2 separate regions of the Camelus dromedarius genome follow, and region 2 is linked to region 1. The links are chromatin contacts, called in public Hi-C maps. All regions are on one chromosome and are shown on one strand. The core of a region is the stretch at or near the end of the contact, and the rest is flanking DNA. Distances in the headings are between cores, read along the strand shown.

Evidence for each region. A called contact is a pair of places that touch in the nucleus more often than the background predicts.
Region 2: a Hi-C map of muscle shows a contact between it and region 1, with 2.8 times the contacts expected there. The contact joins the promoter of EPB41 here to the promoter of TMEM200B in region 1. A contact is called at or near these places in 2 of 2 Hi-C or Micro-C datasets (blood and muscle).

Annotation. Positions count from the first base shown.
Region 1 is chr14:50,954,975-50,960,187 of mCamDro1.pat, reverse strand. TMEM200B (transmembrane protein 200B) reads right to left here and starts at 2,849. Exons shown (of 2, transcript XM_064493865.1): 1 at 2,746-2,849; 2 at 1-806. The coding sequence starts at 786.
Region 2 is chr14:51,128,177-51,133,389 of mCamDro1.pat, reverse strand. EPB41 (erythrocyte membrane protein band 4.1) reads left to right here and starts at 2,895. Exons shown (of 22, transcript XM_064493856.1): 1 at 2,895-3,047.

The DNA of each region.
Region 1 (5,213 bases), core at 1,600-4,099:
ATCCAGAGACTTGGAATGTTCAATGCAGGAACCAGAAGGCTGTACGGTGATAATCACATGGCCAGTCTGGGTCCGGGGACCCCAGGGTGGGTGCAGCCTTGGACCCTTCAGCGGGTAACTGTTGAGCAGGGCAGGTAACCCCAAGCGAGGATTAGCAGGCTCCGAACGCAGGCTCCGCACTGACGGGACGGGTGAGGTACCCCGACGCGGAGACAGGTCCCAGCTTTCTGGCTCCACGCAGCCTATGGCTCGGGGAGTCCTAGGGCCGGGGCTGGGGAGGAGTGCGCAGTCCCAGCCCGAGCCGTCGGGGGGCCCGAGCGCCTGAGCCCGCAGCACCCCTTGGCGAAGCCGTCGCGTCTCTAAATCGCGGTTCTCGTAGAGCAGTGTGTTGGCGCAGATGAACACGAACAGGCCGACGCCCATAACCACGGGCCCAAGAAGCCGCAGCCGCTCGTGCGGACCATGGGCCCGGCCGGCGCCGCGACCCTCGCGCCGCAGCTCGCTGAGGTGGGGCGCGCTGGCGTTTGCAGCCCGGGGCCCCGGGACTCCGGCGCGGTGCGGCCAGTAGCCCGCTACGGCGATACCCATGCCCACCAGTACCACGAGCGCCCCCAGCGCCGCGAACGCCCCCGACGGCGAGCGCAGCCGCAGCCGCGCCCGCACCCGCAGAGGCTCGGGCGGGGAGCGCGGGCGCCGGCGGCGGCCCAGGCGGCGGCCCAGGCGGGAGACGCGGCCCTCGGGGCTCCTCCGCACCTCCCCGCAGTCTCCGGGGCTCCCGGCTGTCATCTCGCCGTCGTCTGGGTGCTCTGCGGAAAGAAGGTGGGAGGCAGGGACTGAACCGACGGGCCTAGGGTCGGAGCTCCAGGTAGGGGGCCCAAATCCGGGAGGGAAGATGGGGCTGCCTCCAGGACGCTTGGAGATCCCTGGCGGCCACCCCCGGATTTTCCCGGGCTGCGAGGCGGGGAGCCTCCCCGGCTCGGGTTTTCCGCAGCGGAGCTCCGAGCCAGGGACGAGCGGCAGAAGCCAGAGTTGGCCGGGCCTGCGGGCGGAGACGAAGGAGGGGGGCGCGGGCTGCTCCCTGGCGCATCCTGGGCTGCGGGGCTCCGGCCGCCTGCGCCCTCTTCGCCAGCTTGCGGGTCCCGGGGCTCGGGAGGTGTGGGGCCCCCGGCAGCGGCGTCTCCAGGGGTCCCGCCGGAGCTCGACCTCACCCCCGCACGTGGCTATACGGTGGTAAAGGAGGGAGGGGACACTCAGCCGCCCGGGTCCGCTGGGGTCGCTCGCGGGCCCCACCTCCCCCCTGCTGCGCTTCCTGTACCGCAGCGGAGGAAGGAGGGGGTGTCGAGGATTCCAGCCTCTTCCTGCCCGCCCCCTCCTTCCAGATCTCTTCAGTCAGCCCTGAAGCTGCAGCAAGAGAGACTTGAGCTAGACTCCGAGAAGACCGCTCTCACCAAAACCAGTGGCAGACTTTGCCCAGGATTTCTTTAAACTCCGCGAAGAAAAGGCCTCCCCCTCATCCAGCGGCCGGGCTACAGGGAGACAGGGGGCTGCGGGTGCCGGGCGCCGGGTCTTGCAGGGTGAGCTCCCCTCCTGGCTCTGCCGCCGGCCTGGGCAAGGCTGTTCCCCCAGGTTGCAGCGTTTCCAATTCGAGCTCCTCGGGATGAATCATCCCCCTTTCCCGCCGCCTGGCCTCCTTTGAGGCCTCCTCCGCCCGAGGCCTTAGTGGCCCGTGTCCCGGCCGGAGCAGCACCGCCCCTGCACCTCAGGCTGCCCCAGGGTCCCGGCCGCCCGGTTTAAGCTCCTCCCGACTGCTAGTCTGGATCTGGACTAGACAGGAGTAGCCGGGCTACGTGTGGCCCCTACAGAAAGGAGGGTGGGAGGAAACGGGGCCCCGGCCCAGGTGCCCGGAGCCGCAGGAGAGGACGGTTAGGACCTCACTGCCCAGTGGTGCTTCCTCACTGCCCCAGTCTGGTTTTTGAACAGCTCCCGCGCTAGAACCCGTAGCCGAGGTCCCAGGAAGGAGGCTTTGTTACCCTACTCACTCCCCATCCACACCCCCGAAACTCAAAGCAGGACACCCCATCCCTACCTCCAGCAGGAACGCTGAAAGCCGAGGGCCTAACACGGAGCCCCAGAGTCTACCGCGTCCAAAGCCTGGTGTTCACAGAGGGAAAATGCGGCCAGGGAAGGCAGAGGGACCTGCTGGGGTCACAGGCCACACAGGAAGGGGCTCCACGAGGACCCAACGCTGGGCACTTATCGGCACAGCCCGGGGAATGTCCTGGGAGGATGCGAGGCCCGTTCCCCTCTTGTCTCTGAGTGTGGAGCCCTTTCCTCAGCCCCAAAGTGGAGAAATGACCAGCTCACCCCAGGCCAGAGCTGGCGCCCAGGCTCCAGCCCCAGAAAGGTCATCCCTGAGCCCCCGCGGGCCCCGGCGGGGAGGGAAGGGGAGGCGTAATGAGAGATGGGGACGTGCTCAGACCCCGAGACTCTGGAGGGCATCAATCCATGCTGGGGAGCCTACGGAGGCAGAAACTTGGAGACACACTCCAAAAGTCTCATGTCGCTGGCAGTTGCTCGGGGCCCGGTCCCCGGCACTTTGGGGTCCCGCCTCCCCGCGCGTCCACACTCCGGCCCCAGGAAAAAGGAGGACCCAGCTCCCGCCTCCCGGGGCCTTTCCAGAGGGAGGGGCCAAGCAAAAAGTTGGGGAAAGTGGAAAGCAAACCCCAGGCCCCTAGTTTTGCTCACCTGAGGCCGCCGCACCGGGGTATGTCCGGGTCCGAATCCGCGCGCCGCGGCTAGCGGCACTGCCGCTGTCTCCGTGGAATCTTGGCCCCGGCCCCGCCCCCTGTCTTGTCCCCGCCCAGCGCCGCCCAGCCCCGCCCCCCGGGAGCCCAGGGGACAGTCTGGCCAGAACCCCGCCAGGCCTCACCGCTGGGACAAGGCAGCGACCCAAGTCTGAGGTTAGCAGGTAAGCCCTGTGTGCCTGCCCTGTGACTCGGAGGATCCGGGCGCCCGAGTCCCTGGCTAACGTCGTTCAGAAGGCCTGGGAGGGAGCCCTATTCCCACGTGGGGAAACTGAGATCCCGAGCCCGAGAGTTCCCTGCCCAGACTCGTAGCCTGAGCGAGTGGACAGAATTCGAAACCCTCACTTTTTGCCCTGTCTCTCAGGGTCCCTCGTTCCAGGCACCTGGAGAGGACTCTCGGGGACATCTGAGAACCCACAGATGCTCAGCTCCGTCCCAAGAGCTTCCCGGAGGAGGCGGCCCGAGTTCTTGCTCCGCCCAACCCCACAGCCCTCCTATGTGAAACTCACTCCTTCACCTGTAAAATGGGCATAGTGGTGTCTCCCTCTCATGATGCTAAGAGGTGAAAATCCAGCGTTGAGGGCGGGACACACAACATGGGGCGCAGCCCAGGGTAACCCCGCGAGCGCTCAAAGAAGAGTAATCACTTGGGGGATGGGTAAATGGAGATAAACCCTGTTCTCAGAGCTGAGTGAATCAAATGGAGTGTCCCGAGTCCTGCCGGCCTCCCTAACCTCCTCGGGGAAGATGCGCCCAAGCTGGAGTGGGGAGGCGGTGTTTGCCCGAAATCTGGGGGAGGTTTCGGAAAGCTTCAGTGTCCCCCGCGGACGGGCCTGAAGGGGGCGGCCCAGCTTTCGTTCCCCGCCCGCCCCCAGAGGCAAGAATGTGGAGCGGAGTGAGGGGGGTCGGCCTGCGGCCCAGTTTCCATGATGCTGGGGGCGGGCTCCGAGGAGGAGGAGTGGCGGTGCGGGCGGACTGCCAGGCTCCGCGCCCGCCCCCCTCATTCCCGCGGCCCGGCCGGGCCCCTCGGGAGGAATTTCCGGCCTGGGATTGATTATAACCCGCCCCTCCCCCGGCCGCGGAGACCACCCCCGCCAGCCCCCGCACGCGGGGAGCGAGGGGAGGGGGATGGGCGGTAATGAGACCCGGCTGTTCGCCCCAGGCGGGGAGGGGGAACTCGAGGAAGTCGCTGTTCTGGGCCACGCCACCCCGCAACGCGTGGCGAGCCGGGTCCCGGAGCCACACTGCTCAGCTATGCCTCGAACCCAGGCTCCGGCCCTCTGGTTCGGCCGAGACCTGGGGTGGCATCAGCGCCCGCGGGAGCCCCTCTCCCATCCCCCTGGCGACCAGGCATCCTTGGGAGCGACCAAGGCCACCCCTAGGGGCGGGGCCTTTTCCGGTGGGCCGACCGCTAGGATGCCGGTGTCCCCAGGAGGCCACAGTGGGTGGGGCCGAGCCTCGGCTGCCGGGGCCTCACCCCTTTGAGTCGGAGAGCGAGGCCACCCCGCGATCGCCTTCTGCTCGCCCGCCTGGGACGCAAGGCTTCCACTCTCTAAGCTCGTGTCTAGGCTACTGCCTGCGCTCTATTGAGGTAGTAGTCTCCTTCCTGACTCCTACCCCCATTCAACGCCCTGCACTTCGTCCACTACCCCCAGATGGACCCTTCTCCGCCCTCAGCGTTTCCCCAACGCCCCATCCCACACCGGTGCCCCTCCCCGCTCACTGCTCTAACTGGGGACACCAACTCTAGAGGCCAGAGCCTGGACAGTCTCCCGTCCTTGTCCACCTGCCCTGTTGTTTACCACTTGCTCTTCCTGCCTGTCCCTCCCGGCTTCCTCAGTCCTCAGCCCTCTGCCGGGTGTTGGGGCTCCTCCAGCCTGGGTCCACAAGGCGAGAAGCTCTTCCAGCAGCCAGACAGCTCCCTGGGCCCCGTGATCAGCCCCATTCCTGCTCCTTCAGTTCCCCTCACTTTGTGAATGGCCCTGCCTCCCACCCTAAGGCCAACTACACCAGGGGTCACCTTAGGCTCCTTCCTTTCCTGGGTCCATCTAATCCATCAAGTCCGATGGACCCTGCTCTTGGGATCTCAAATTAGCCACTTTTTGCTTTTTCCCTGCCCCAGGGCCGCTGTCCTGCGGGAGGGCACCAAGCATCTTTCTACACAGAAACTGAACCCATCACTCATCCCTGCTTAAAACCCTCAAAGGCTCCCCAGTGTTGTCCAAGTGGAGTTTAAAATCCCTTCTTATTTCCACAAACTGGCCCTGTCCCCCTCACACTCCTCCTTCCTGGAGGGATTTGATCCCATCGCCGAATCCTCTGTGCTCTGGCCTCTGGGCTTGACACCTGCCTTACCTCCTGTCGGGAACACCTACTCCCTGCTCATCCCCTTGCCTCCTGTTCATCCTT
Region 2 (5,213 bases), core at 1,646-4,145, 170 kb before region 1:
CCCTCTTAGACTGAGCAGGATATTGGTCAGTTTTGAGTAACGTGCCCAATTAAGTTTTGTGGAAGGAGCAGATGCTCCCACATCAGCCCTGCCTCCCCAGCCCCCAAGCCCCTAGCCTGTCACCTGGTCTCTTTATCACCCCACTCAAGACCCAATCACCTAGTTGAAGCTGGTGGCAGTGCCCAGGCTCCGGCAGGATAAGGAGTTGGCTGGAGGCCCAGGGAACTCAGAGGAGGAGGGGAGACACAAACAGGTTCCTTCCCCTGCCCCCCAAGCTTATCAGGCCCCACAGGCCCCAGGCAAACTGGGTGCTCAGTCTGGGGAAGAGATCGGCCCCCTGCCTGTAACCTTCATGCCTACCATTACCTAAGAGCTGTGTGATCCTGGGCTGTCACTTCTGCTCTCAGACCCTCTTCAGAACACTTTTGGCTGTAAAGATTCAGTGGGATCAGACCTCCACCCCAGCCAGCATCTCAGGGAGCAAACTCCTCCCTGCAGTCTCGAGAGGGAGGTGGAGACTTAACAGGCAGAGGCAGTGGGGCAGGGGGCCTGAAGTCCCGTCAGTGACAGCACCCCACCCACTCACCCCCCAGTGACAGACAAAGCCACTTTCACCCACACAAGTGCACAAGTCACCTCAACAAGAAACCCAGGCTTGTCTGGGCAGAAGAGGCCCTGGGCAGGGCAAAGCTCTGTAGGGCCCCAGTGCCTGGGTTGGTGGTGGCAACCTGTTTATATGACATAGTGACAAACACAAACAGAGTCACACCCTCTATGCAAACTCACCAGCAAGGGCACACTGTCACACCCATAGAGGCACCTACCTCCCCCGCATACACACACAAATACACAGAGATGAGACACACACACAAGATCAGGATCACAAGCACACTCCCACGTGCACTCCCCACGCACAAACTCAGAAACACAGAGCCCTCCATGGTCACCCCCGACACACACAGATTCCCAGGCACGCACACTTATCAGGCCCCGGCAGGCGCAGGCGCTGCTGAGTCACTCACAGGGAGCTCCAGCCTAACAGGGGAGCCAAGAGCCCGCCCCAGTCCGGGAGGAGGCGGGGCCTGCGGCAACTCCTCAGAATAGCCGGTCCGGGTCGCTGCGGGATTCTCCTCGCCCCGCCCTTTTGATTGTGGAGGAGTCAGACGCGGGGGCGGGGATGGGGGTAGGAGTGGGGGAGGAAACCCCGTTTGCGGAGGCTAATTCAAGACATTCACAGCCTGCTTTCTCTCTTGGGTATATGAATATATGTGGCAGCAATTAAAAAATAATACTCGATCCATTACTGGGTATTTGCATATGTATTTTCACATACTCTGATTTTTGAAACAGCTCTATATGAAGTTGGGGCTCTTATTAATCCGGAGGAAAAGTGATTTGCCCAGAGGTACAAAGCTGGTAAGATGAAGAGCCTAGACTCAATTGCTGCCGAATCCCAAACTCTTAACCACTGGGCGATACCACCTGATGGGCAGGTGAAAATGTGGACAAGTGGAAGGTGTGTCAGTATGCTTGGGAACCTGACTGTGTATGTCAGCTGTGGGGTCCACTGGGCTAGGGACTGAAGGGATCTCAAGTGTCCAGATTTCTGGTTAAAGGAACCAAAGCTTCTGTGGTGCATTGGAGCCTGCCCACCTTTATCTGAAAGCATCCCCCAGATCTAGGGGATCAGTCAGACCCTCCTCTGCTATATTGTGAGCCTCTTGATGGCAAGGACCAGGGCCCTGAAGCCTAAAGCAAGACTTGATTCAGAGGAGGCTTCAGTGAATTTGGGGTGCAAAACATGAATTTATGACCTTGATATAACATTAACATCAATAATACTAACATTGTTTGGATGCTTACCCTGAGACTGGCACTGTTTTTAGTATTTCACATGTATTATGTCATTGAATGACATGCAGCTTATAAGTGGCAGTGTTGGGGACTGAGACCCAGGCAGTCTGATTCCAAAGCCCATCTGATAGGAAGATCACTGAAGTCATAGGAAGTCACTTGTCTTCAGTGGGCTTCAGTCTGCTCCCAAAAGGGATTAGCTCTTCATGGCTCTTCAACCTATAATATCCTAGGATCCTCTGATTCTGTGATTCCTCAACATGGAAAGAGGGATTTAGGTTTGTTCTCTGTGGGCAGAACTCCTAAAGGGCAGATTTGACCTTAATCTTAGGAAGAGCTTTTGAAGTCTCAGGACGTTTTAAAAGGAAGGAGGCCAGCCTGTAAGGTGGTGAGCCTCCTGTCATTGGAGGTATGTGAGCACAGGTCTGAAAATAGGTAGAGAGGAGGGAACTTGGACCAGTTACCATGTAAGCCCCTTCCAGCGCTGATGGGATGGATGATCAGGACGAGGAAAATCTCTGAGAAGCGTGGCAAGATGGGAATGAAGGGAACCAGAACCCACATTTACTGAAGCCACCTACTGTGTGCCAAACCTGTGCTTTGCACTTAACATATATCCCTAACTCTCAGGAAAACAATGTAAAATTCACAGGAAACTCAGATTCAGAGAAGTGACTGGCTCAAGGTCACACAGGTGGGACAGGTCATCCAAGTGTCCTAGTCAGGGTCACTTTCTTCGATCCCCTTCGACCAATTCCCTATTTCCCTTCCTACCCTTAGGGACAGCACCACGTGGCAAATTGCATCATACTTTTGCCATATGACGTCAGGGAACACAACAGCCAATACAGGAGCTTCCTGCTCAACCCTCCCCACACCCAGCGGGTCAACACGCGGCTGCCCTGAACTAGGCGTCGGGTCAGGCGGCACCTGCAGCCCCCGCCCCTTCCCGGTTGCGACGCTCACACTGCCGGACCCTGTTCCCCGCGCCGCCCTTCCGACTGGCAGTTGCCTGCGCCAATCAGAAGGCGCTGCGGGTCGGGGGCGGGGCCTCGCGCCAGAGTTGCCCTGTCAGTGCAGGTGGAGGCCCCCGGCGGGGCAAAGTGGCAGGAACCTCTTAAAGGGCGAGAGCTGCGGAGACCGAGAACGCGGCCAGGCCCGGCCCGGCCAGGTCCCCGCCCCGTCCGGCCCAGGTGAGCCTGGACCGCCTCAGGGGCGACCTCGGGCCCCCGGGAGGCACGGGATAAGAGACAGATGGCCCCACTCCCAAGGGCCCCGGGCTGTCCCGCTGGGTTGGGGGGGAGATCAGGGTCTAAGGATTGGGGTAGGGGTCTCTAGGGGTCCCGAGTCCCAAGTTCCGAATTGGGAGGTCTAGAGGGGCCTGGGCTGTCTCGAAGTTCAGGGTGCGGGGAGGGACAGGGGCGACAGGAAGGGGGTCTGAGAGCTCGCGTCCGGAGCTGGACGCTTGGCACTGGCGGTCCCAGCCGGTCCCGGGCCGGTCTGGAGCGTGGGTCCTGGGTTAGGTGCCGGCGGGTCGGTCTCTGCGGAGTGCTGCAGCCCAGGGCCCCCCGCAACCCCGCCCTATCGGGCCCCGCGTGCTCCTGCGGGGCCAGCCGCAGCGCCGGCCGGAGCAGACGGGAGGGCAGTGCGCAGCGGGAGGGGGCACCCGGGCCTGGGGCCCCGCGCCCCGCTCCGGCACTTACGTAACTGACTTTGAGTTTTCTGACTGAGGGACTCGCGAGCTGGGGCGCCGGCTCTGCCCGCCAGGGTGGCTCTCATGTTGCCGCCCCGGCCGCACACGCTCCCTTCCAGGCTTGGTTTAAGGGACTTCTCTCTGTCCCTGGTCTGCCGGGTCTCTCTGTCGGTCTCTGATTCCTGCTTGCTCTCATCCCCGATTCCCTGTGTCTCTCATCTCGTCTCTGAGTGGCCCAGGCTCTCCGTCTCCCTGTCGTCAGTCTTTCCCTAAGAGTTTTCTCGCCCTTACCTACACTTTCCAGCAGACCCCACCTCTTTGCGGTAGGGTGGGACTTCTCCCCTCCAGCAAACTGGAGGCGGGGACTTGTCCGGACCGACCTCAGCCCTAGCTTGCCCTAGAAGGAGGGAGGGGAGGACTACCCTGGTAGGGGTGGGGGAGATTACTCTGAGGCCCACAGCTTCTCCTGGGAGGGAGTGGCTGAATGTGGCCCCTCGAGTTCCCGGATTAGGGCTGAAGGTAGCCCCCGCTTTGCTTCTGGAACCCTTATCTTCAGGAGGCCTGGGGAGAGTCTGACCCCAGCTGGGGTTTAGGGCAGCTGGGAGTCCTTGTGAGAACTGCCTGGTGTCCGGTCAGGGCAGCTGCTCAGCTACGGAAGTGAAGAGGGAGGGGCCAAGGAGGGGCCAGAGCGCTGGCACAGAGCCCTTGAGGTTTCAGCATGCTCCCCACCTTCACCCCAGTTCCAGGCCTGGGGACTGTTCTTAGCAGGAGGTTGGGGGTGGGGAAGGGATCAACAAGAGGAGGCCAGAGGACTTTTGCATGGGGGGAGGGGGAGAGAGAAGTGACAGAGTCTCAGGTCTAAGGAGCACTGGCTGGGATCCTTCCCTGCCTTTCAGGCCTCTCTGGGTGACAGAGAAACAGACACCTCAGAAATAACTCCTGTACCCTGCTGCTGTTGGGTGCTTGTAAACAAGGTGTCATAGCAGCCATGCGGTGGGAATTGTTAATTCTGACTAGAAATGGGGAGGAGAGACTTTGCAGAGGGGGTGGAAAGTTTGGAAAGGAGAAGATCCTGAGGCTCTAGGGAGCAAAGAAGGGGGACAGAAGGGGTCTTCTGGTTCCCTGTAGGCTTTGCATGCAGCAGAACTAGGTTTGAATCCTAGTCCTGCCACTTCCTTGCTGTGTGACTTTGCATGAGTCGCTTCACTTCTCTGAGCCCTAGGTTCCTCCTTAGTCTGTAACCCAGACATTACATTTGATTAGCAGAATCAAATGAGGCAATGAGTGTGCAGTGACCAGAATGATAGCTGGTGTGGGAACAGGCCAGCAGGGGAGTTTCAAGAAGGGAATGGAGTGGGGATGCCCTGAGGTTTTCTCTATGTACATAAGAGAGTCAGGCAGGGCCTGCCAGGGCCTAGCAATGTGGGATGCGGGTGGAGTGCCTGGGTGTGTGGGTACCACTCAGTGAGGGGAGGAGGACCCACACCTGTTTGTTTCCTGATCAGCCCATCCCTGAACAGGCTGGCCTCCCTTCCGAAGGCCCCAGGTGCCAATAGAAGCTTCCAGGTTGCCCCACTCCCTAAGCCAGTGGGGGTGGGACCCCTGGCAGGGCAAGGCCAGCACCCTCTCTGCAGTGTGGATCCTGGCCCAAAGCCTGGCTGGCTGG